Regions from separate parts of the Arachis hypogaea genome. Here region 1 is linked to region 2. Evidence: chromatin contacts called from public Hi-C data. All regions are on one chromosome and are shown on one strand. Each heading gives the region's core, a stretch centred on a gene start, on an enhancer-like site or on the middle of the called end of the contact. The rest is flanking DNA. Distances are from core to core; before and after follow the strand shown. Region 1 overlaps LOC112750899 (glutamine synthetase nodule isozyme). Region 2 holds the start of LOC112750898 (NF-X1-type zinc finger protein NFXL1).

The links. A called contact is a pair of places that touch in the nucleus more often than the background predicts.
Region 1: a contact with region 2 is called in a Hi-C map of an unstated tissue, with 3 times the contacts expected there. The contact joins the enhancer-like site here to the promoter of LOC112750898 in region 2. A contact is called at or near these places in 2 of 8 Hi-C or Micro-C datasets (leaf and an unstated tissue).

Annotation. Positions count from the first base shown.
Region 1 is chr15:139,739,060-139,742,878 of arahy.Tifrunner.gnm2.J5K5, reverse strand. LOC112750899 (glutamine synthetase nodule isozyme) reads right to left here. Exons shown (of 12, transcript XM_025799817.2): 12 at 3,456-3,803. The coding sequence ends at 3,651. Among protein-coding and RNA genes, the nearest start is that of LOC112750899, 6.4 kb to the right of the region's middle. Within about 2 kb of position 1,303, at least 1 of the 3 cell types and tissues checked has open chromatin away from gene starts, as enhancers often do.
Region 2 is chr15:139,704,528-139,708,621 of arahy.Tifrunner.gnm2.J5K5, reverse strand. LOC112750898 (NF-X1-type zinc finger protein NFXL1) reads left to right here and starts at 2,276. Exons shown (of 2, transcript XM_025799816.2): 1 at 2,276-2,496; 2 at 2,785-4,094. The coding sequence starts at 2,816.

The sequences.
Region 1 (3,819 bases), core at 54-2,553, 35 kb before region 2:
CTGAATTTTGATTCTGAGTTATCCTTGGAGTAGTGATATTTTCTTTATGTTTTTGTTGCCTTTCTAGAGCCACAGTTGTCCCATAATAGTGCTAAATATCCTTGTATCTTGTTGCTTCGTTAATCTCCTTTTGTTCCAGCTGTCTTCCTTTTTCCATGATTAAGACAAATGCCCCTTTACCACTTTGCAAATGCAGAGCCTTCTTCCTTTGCACCTTTTTGCTGATCGGTGCTTGTTTAAAGACTTTGGGCTTGTGCATTGAATTGAAGCATTAAAGGAATACTTAAGCAACATTGTTGGGCTGAGAAAAGAATAATAGACCTACATCACTAAAATACACATTAAACTACAATTGAAATTTTAACCCAATAAATATTTATCATCATCATTTATTTATCAAAATCAATCTTTACTCAACAATACCTGTAAGTAAATTTTATAAATAAATATAATCAAACTAGATTTGAATAAAAATACAAAAAAAATATAGTGTTGGATAAATTTTTGTTTTCATAAAATAGTTTATTATTCTATTGTGTAAAATTTAATTGCTTTATTATAAAAAAGTCTTTTAGAAAATATATAAAACGATATATATAAATGTATAATTAATTTTTAATATTCACATAATATTATATATTATCCAAAATAATCTTATATTTAACAAGGATATAAAAAGCAGTTAATATCATATGAAAAAGATATATAAATTTTATTATAATATATTTAAAATACTGGAATCTTTTAAAAATAAATAAATAGAATGATTCTCTCATAATGAAAAGGGCAAAAGAAATTATTGCCTCACATTATTTGAGGTATATCTTCATTTATGGAAAGCCTAGAAGTCCATTCCGAATTGGGGGGTTCATATGAGACGACCTTATAAGTGTAGAAATTCGCATTGGCTATCTTAAGAGGTAGAGACATGGTGATAACAGAGATTAGAGAACAACCTGAGAGTTGGAATATGTTCTGTTATGCCAATAGTTAACATACGGCATATTTAACTTGATTGTTCAGCCATTGGAGCTGTCTTTACTTTAATGGCCGTAAACCAATCCAATGGAATTGATTCAGTGTTGGTGAATTCTTATGAAGAGGATCAGATAAGACAAACATGTGCGATTTTGCAATGGATCATGCCCACATGCAAAATCTGACTCACTGACACACTTCCTTTATTTCCCCAATACAAATTATTGCTACATATATATCATCACATGTCAATTGCACCCTTCTCAAATCTCAACCATTATAATACTGCCAATTAATTATTACGCCAATTTACAACCTCCATATGTCCGTAAATTTTGAACCACCATATGTCCGTAACTTTTTGTAGAAAGATGTACTCTACAGTACATATCAAAATTGTACAGAAAGAACATAAATTTTTCTTTTACTATTTTTGATTGTAAGAAAAAGTTTTTTTTAGGGATTGAACTTGTTAATAATACTATTTTTACTTTTTGTATATTATATATTTAAATATTAAAAATATAATATGTCTTCTGTAAATTGTTTGTCCTCAGAATTTTTAAAAATATAGTAAAATATAATAATTAAATATACACTAAAATTTAGTGAATATTTTAAAAAATTATCCGCATATGTCACCCAATTTTCTAACGAAAATACATGCGAAGCTACATTGAAAGAAAATGACAATTTCTTAGTGAACAGAGGTTGAAAAGTAAAAATTACTGGAAAAGTGCAATCTTTCCTATAGCGTTTACCTAAGAAAATAGGTCCCTTTAGTTTTATATATGAAAACTTTATCGTTATTGAATAATTATTGATAGATACTTAGGAAATTAGTAAATCAGTTTTCAAATATTTAGTTTGTTAGAAAAATTAATTTTAGTGATCTAAATATTTTAAAAAAATTTAGAGACCATAATGTATTTGTTAAATAATAATAATAATAGAGATTAAATCGTTTAATATTTTTAATCAAAATTTGATATAATAGTTAATTTGTGTGACAAAATAAATAAAAAAATAATTTGGTAATGAAATTTAGTAAAAATTAAAATATTTGATTAGATTATTTTTTATCAACTGATTTAGGGTATTACTCTTTTATTTTCAATAACTTTTGTTTTTATATTTTTATAGAAGAATTTTGCCAAAGATAAGATGATACGCAAGTAGAGCTGTAGAGAAGTACCAAAAATGAAATTTAGGAGTGGTATGCTTGATTAGGGGTGAGTACTGGTAGCGGGTATTTGATTATCTGTCTGAATTTAAATCGAACCAATTAAATTGGTTCTATAACCAACGGGTAATTGGATTCAACCTGAATCAAATCGATAGTCTTTGTTAATGTATTTGGTGTTTAACATGTTTAGATTATTTCTATTAATGTTGCATATTTATTGTACTTGTTGAATTTTTAAGATAAAAATTTGATTTTTTTTATGAATTTTAAAGTCATCGAGTATCTAATTACCCAAATCGAACTAATCCGTTCTTAATTGGTTTGGTTTGGTTTGGTTTGAGTCCATGTACAAAAAAACACAAATCCAAATCAAACCAAACTAATTATATTTGTATACACTAGTATATGATTTTTTTTTATCAAAGATATGAGACTCGAACCCACAACCTCTTAATTGAGTATGAAGAGATTATGTCATTTGAGCTATTACTCATCGAGATACACTAATGAGACGTATTCGTGTTATATAGTGTTCTAAGAGCCGTATTCTATCCGTACTAAACTATTTGAATTGCATTATTTGATGACATTATTTGAGGGAGATTATTCAAGACAACTCTTACTAGTTTCGTTACACATACAATATTATATTTTTTAACATCACAATTAAATAAGTCCTCTAATTTTTATGTGATTATTAAATTAGTTTATAAATTCTTAAATTGTTCAAATTTGCCTTTTAATTTCAAACTACTAATCAAATTAGTTCCTATGCTATGTGACATAACATTAGACAAGTTGATAGATAGAAAAAGTGATAACGTATTTCTGTTAATTTAATTTTTCAAATAAAATATTATTTTGGTCTTTATTATTTAAGTCCTAAATTAATTTCTAATATTTTAAACATTTTATTTTAGTTTTAAAAAATTTTAAATCAGTTCAATATTATTCTACTATTCAATTTGACACAAACTATTAATGTATTGAAAATACAATAACATTCGATTTCAATACGTAAGAAAAATTCAAATTTTAGTCATTTTAGAAACAAAACATTATTAAAATTTTAATTTCTATCTCAAAAATTTCAATCCGTACATCTTTAGTTTTTAGAAATACTAAATTTTTAGCAACCAAATAATACTGAAAACGAGTTTCAGTTACCAAACACGAATAAATCTGAAATCCCAGAAGTGGCAACAAACTTGAGTGGTCCCCTTCTTGTTCCGAAAAAAGCAGCAATGCGTGATATGAAAGATTAGGCAATAAACCATTAAATCTATGAAAATTGAGAAACGAGGAAGCAATTCAAGTTATTAGCAATGATGATACGATAGTAATTATTGTCATCCACAACAAAATGCACACACATGGTGCACAAAATGCTTTTGCATATAAAAAAAAGACACTAAAATGATGGGATTAAACACAACATTTATGGGGCTTTTATATATGGTGGTGGTGATGTGATGAAATTGACGATTCATGGCTTCCAGAGGATGGTGGTGTCCGCAATCAAGGAAGTTACGACATAAGGGTCCATGTTAGAAGCTGGCCTTCTGTCCTCAAAGTAACCTTTTCCATTCTTCTCTGTGTCTCTTCCAACTCTTACTGATGCTCCACGGTTTGCCACTCCCTATATCACACAACCC
Region 2 (4,094 bases), core at 1,027-3,526:
GTCGCTGCTGCATCTGTGTATTGAGAGAAGAGAACTAACATGTGCTGAAGAAGGGTTTCAAGCCCTGCAAGCTTCACTCATCTATAATAGGGGTGAACGACCAATGATTGAGCAAGGAGTGAGAGCACACGTTTGGGTTCCCATAACTCTTTGAACTGTTTATTCTTCTCCTTCATGACTATCATTGAATATTTCTTTTTCTTAGTGTAGTCTGTATGTGTTTCATTATTAAAAGGCAAAATGTGAGGTTTTGTAAGAAAAAGCCAATGAGTGAAAAAAGGCAGAGTTAAAAAAAGTCATAGTTATCTCAGATATTCTTTGTATGTATTTCTGTTTTGTTGTCATGATCCTGAAGAAATTTTCTTACAAGTTGGTTAGCACTTTACTGTTGAAAGGTAGGGTGAGTCCTAGTCAAGTTCAGATTGGATTAGAATCTGGACTTGTCCCAGATAGGATTGTGGATTTGTGGTAGATCCTAAGGAGAATTGGTGAATGTAATCTTGTTGAAAGATAGTGAAATTCCATTACTATTGTGATGGAGACTGGATGTAGGCTACATTACACTAATTAGCTGAACCAGGATACATCTGTGTGTTACTCCTTCTTCTCTACTTCACTTCTGTCTCTGTTACTGTTACTCAGAAGATAAAATAAAAATGTCTCTCAACTCGTTACGAGACAAAAAGTAAAAATATCTTCTAAGTTTCTTTAAAAAAGCAAAAGTTATATTTAGCAAAAAAAAAGGCAAAGATTCAACCCCCTTCTCTTAGCCACTGGTAACCATCATTTATTATTTTACATATGTTCATAACACATAAAATAATAAGACAATACACAAAATACTTTAGTACACATCTAAAATTCGTTTAAATATGTGTTTATATTTTTTTTACATAAATAATTTTGTAATACATCTAAATAATAAGATAACACATAAAACAATTTTGGTACACATCCAAAATTCGTCAAATTTGTATTTATATTTTCTTAACATAAATAGTTTTTAACACAAATAATAAAAAAAAATGGATTTTCTTTTGTGACTTTGGTTTTAGGAACAACTCAAATATATATGCACTTCTTTTGTAATAAAGTCAAAGAACGGAGTTGTTAAACAAGTTTTTTGAGTCACACACACAAAACTAATAAAATAGAATTCTCCGTATACAGTATACTCAAAGAATGTATTTAATAAATCATTTTTTGGTCAGGAAAAACATTTACAGTTTAAAAACATAACTAACGCTTAACTTGCACCCAAAAATACAATAGATGGGATTCCAATTTTCAAGATCCAAGGCATTAAGTCCATCACTTTTGCCATTAGACAAAAAATGTTCTTGTTGTATTAACTGTTAACAATTTTTTTGATGCCGAAGAGATCAAAGAAAGAAAGAGAAAAACAAAACAAACAAGAAAAAACTAGGCAAAGAAAGTCCAAGACACAGGAGCAAGTCCCCCTGCAACTGCGCCGTTAAATCTTTCCAAGGTTATGTCCAAAAATAAAAAAATAAAAAAAATCCCCCCAAGGCTCATTCTATTCCAATTGTGCAACATTATTAGCTAATTTAGCTTCAGCAAACTTGGCTAGAGCATCAGCAACACAATTAGCAGTCCTTTGAATCAATTTCACTTTAGTTTTCCATCTCCAACTTAAGACTTCCAGAATTTTAGACACCAACTCATGATCTATGCTTCGAGCATCGGAGTTTTTCTCATTAATAAAAATATATGCATCTAAACAATTCGTTTCATAGGTGATATCTCTACACTCCACTTTTCAGACAAGAATTAAACTTTTCATAATTGCAAAAATATATTATTAAAAATCTTTAATTAAATTATAATTGATACATTCTTTATAAATTTCAATGTTGTCAACTATTACTTTCATATTTTAATAATAATATTATATTTTTTATTCTATTATTTAAATTATAATTTGTTAGAATTTTATATATTTATTCAATTATTATTGGATTAAACAATTTAATTCGTGGTCAAGGATTGAACTACTGATCCATCGAGTGATGTAGTAGTTTGACTAAATCCATGCTGGTTTAAGTTTTAAAAAAACAATGACATCTAGTTTTTGGTATTCAAAACTATGATATATTTATTGTCAATGCTTTTCTTTATGAGGCCCAAATTCTGAGCCCAATGGTTATTCATCGGAAAGTAACAATAGGGAGTTGAATTATTATAACAGGGCCTACTATGTTTTATTACACTTTCACGGAAAGTTCTGAGATTTGACTTTTCTTGAGGTCCAAGTATTAAAGTCCTGACCTCACATGAGGAGCCGAAAAACGTTGAAAACCTTCATTTCTCATCCAACCGACTCCGAAAAACACTGACTATATAAACAAACAAACGCACACCAGAGTGAAGGGAAGGAAAACACTCTTCCTTGCACAAAATCCACACATACAGGCACACCAAAACGACACACACCACATCGTCGTTTCATCCTCCCTCTTCTCCCTCCATCGCCAGGTATCCTCGTGATTCATTTTGTTGCCATCACTTTCTTATTGTTCCCGTTTTTATGGTTTCTGTTAGTTTCTTAGGTTTTGAATTTTTAATCTTCAATTCTTGATGATTTTTTTCATTTTCTGGTTGGGGCTTGATTTTTTATTTGATGATAATGATAATTATGTGATGTATTAGTTGGGGAAGTAGTGGGATTATTGGTTGAGGGTTGAATCTATTTGTCTATCATTTGGTTGATTTGATTTGTGAAATGTATAGAATAGATTGGATTGAGATAGTTTGTGATTTCAGTGTTAGGGGTGGAAGGAATTATTGTGAAGAAATGAGCGTTCAAGCTCAGAGAGACCGGAGGAGTAGGTCCAGAGTTCCGCCGCAAGGTGGTCCACGTCAAGAATGGGTTCCCAGAGGATCATCTACCACTACTGCTGTTCAACCATCAAATTTGCAATCTGATCAAAATGCTGATTCTGCTGGTAGTTCCAGTAATGGTGCTGATGCTGTTCCTGTTGCTGCTGCCACCGCCCCTGTTTCCACTGCCCCACCTGCAGTGGTTCGCCATAATAGAAGCAATCACGGGGCTGTGAATCAGAGGAGGGAAGTGGAGAAAGGGAGGAGTAGTGGGAATCAGGCTGGGAAGGGGTTGAAGATGAGGGACTCTAGTTTGCCTCAGTTGGTGCAGGAGATTCAGGAGAAGCTCATGAAAGGGACTGTGGAATGCATGATTTGTTATGAAATGGTACGGAGGTCTGCACTTGTTTGGTCTTGTTCGAGCTGCTACTCTATCTTTCACCTCAACTGCATCAAGAAGTGGGCTCGTGCGCCTACGTCGATTGATTTGTCAGCTGAGAAGAATCAGGGCTTTAATTGGCGGTGTCCTGGTTGTCAATCGGTGCAGCTTACTTCGTCAAAGGAGATTCGGTATGTTTGCTTTTGTGGGAAAAGGGTGGACCCTCCATCTGATTTGTATTTGACGCCACATTCGTGTGGAGAACCATGTGGGAAGCCTCTTGAGAAGGAGGTGTTCTCTAATGGTGGGAGTAAGGAAGATCTTTGCCCTCATGTTTGTGTCTTGCAATGCCATCCTGGTCCTTGTCCTCCGTGTAAAGCATTTGCCCCTCCGCGCTTATGTCCATGTGGGAAGAAGACAATTACCACCCGTTGTTTTGATAGGCAATCTGTTCTTACATGTGGCCAGCGGTGTGAGAAGCTTCTCGAGTGTGGGCGTCACCGATGTGAACGCATTTGTCATGTCGGAGCTTGTGACCCATGTCAGGTTTTGATCAATGCCTCTTGCTTTTGTAGTAAGAAGGTAGAGGTTCTTCCATGTGGGGACATGACTATGAAGGGTGAATTCACAGCAGAAGCTGGAGTTTTTACCTGTGGTTCCAATTGTGGAAGGAAACTTAGTTGTGGTAATCACATGTGCAATGAGATTTGTCATCCAGGAAGTTGCGGGGAGTGTGATTTGTTACCAAGGCGTGTTAACACATGCTGTTGTGGGAAAACAAAATTGGATGAGGAACGCAAAAGTTGTTTGGACCCAATACCTACCTGCTCGCAAGTTTGTGCCAAATCACTTCCTTGTGGCACACATCATTGTA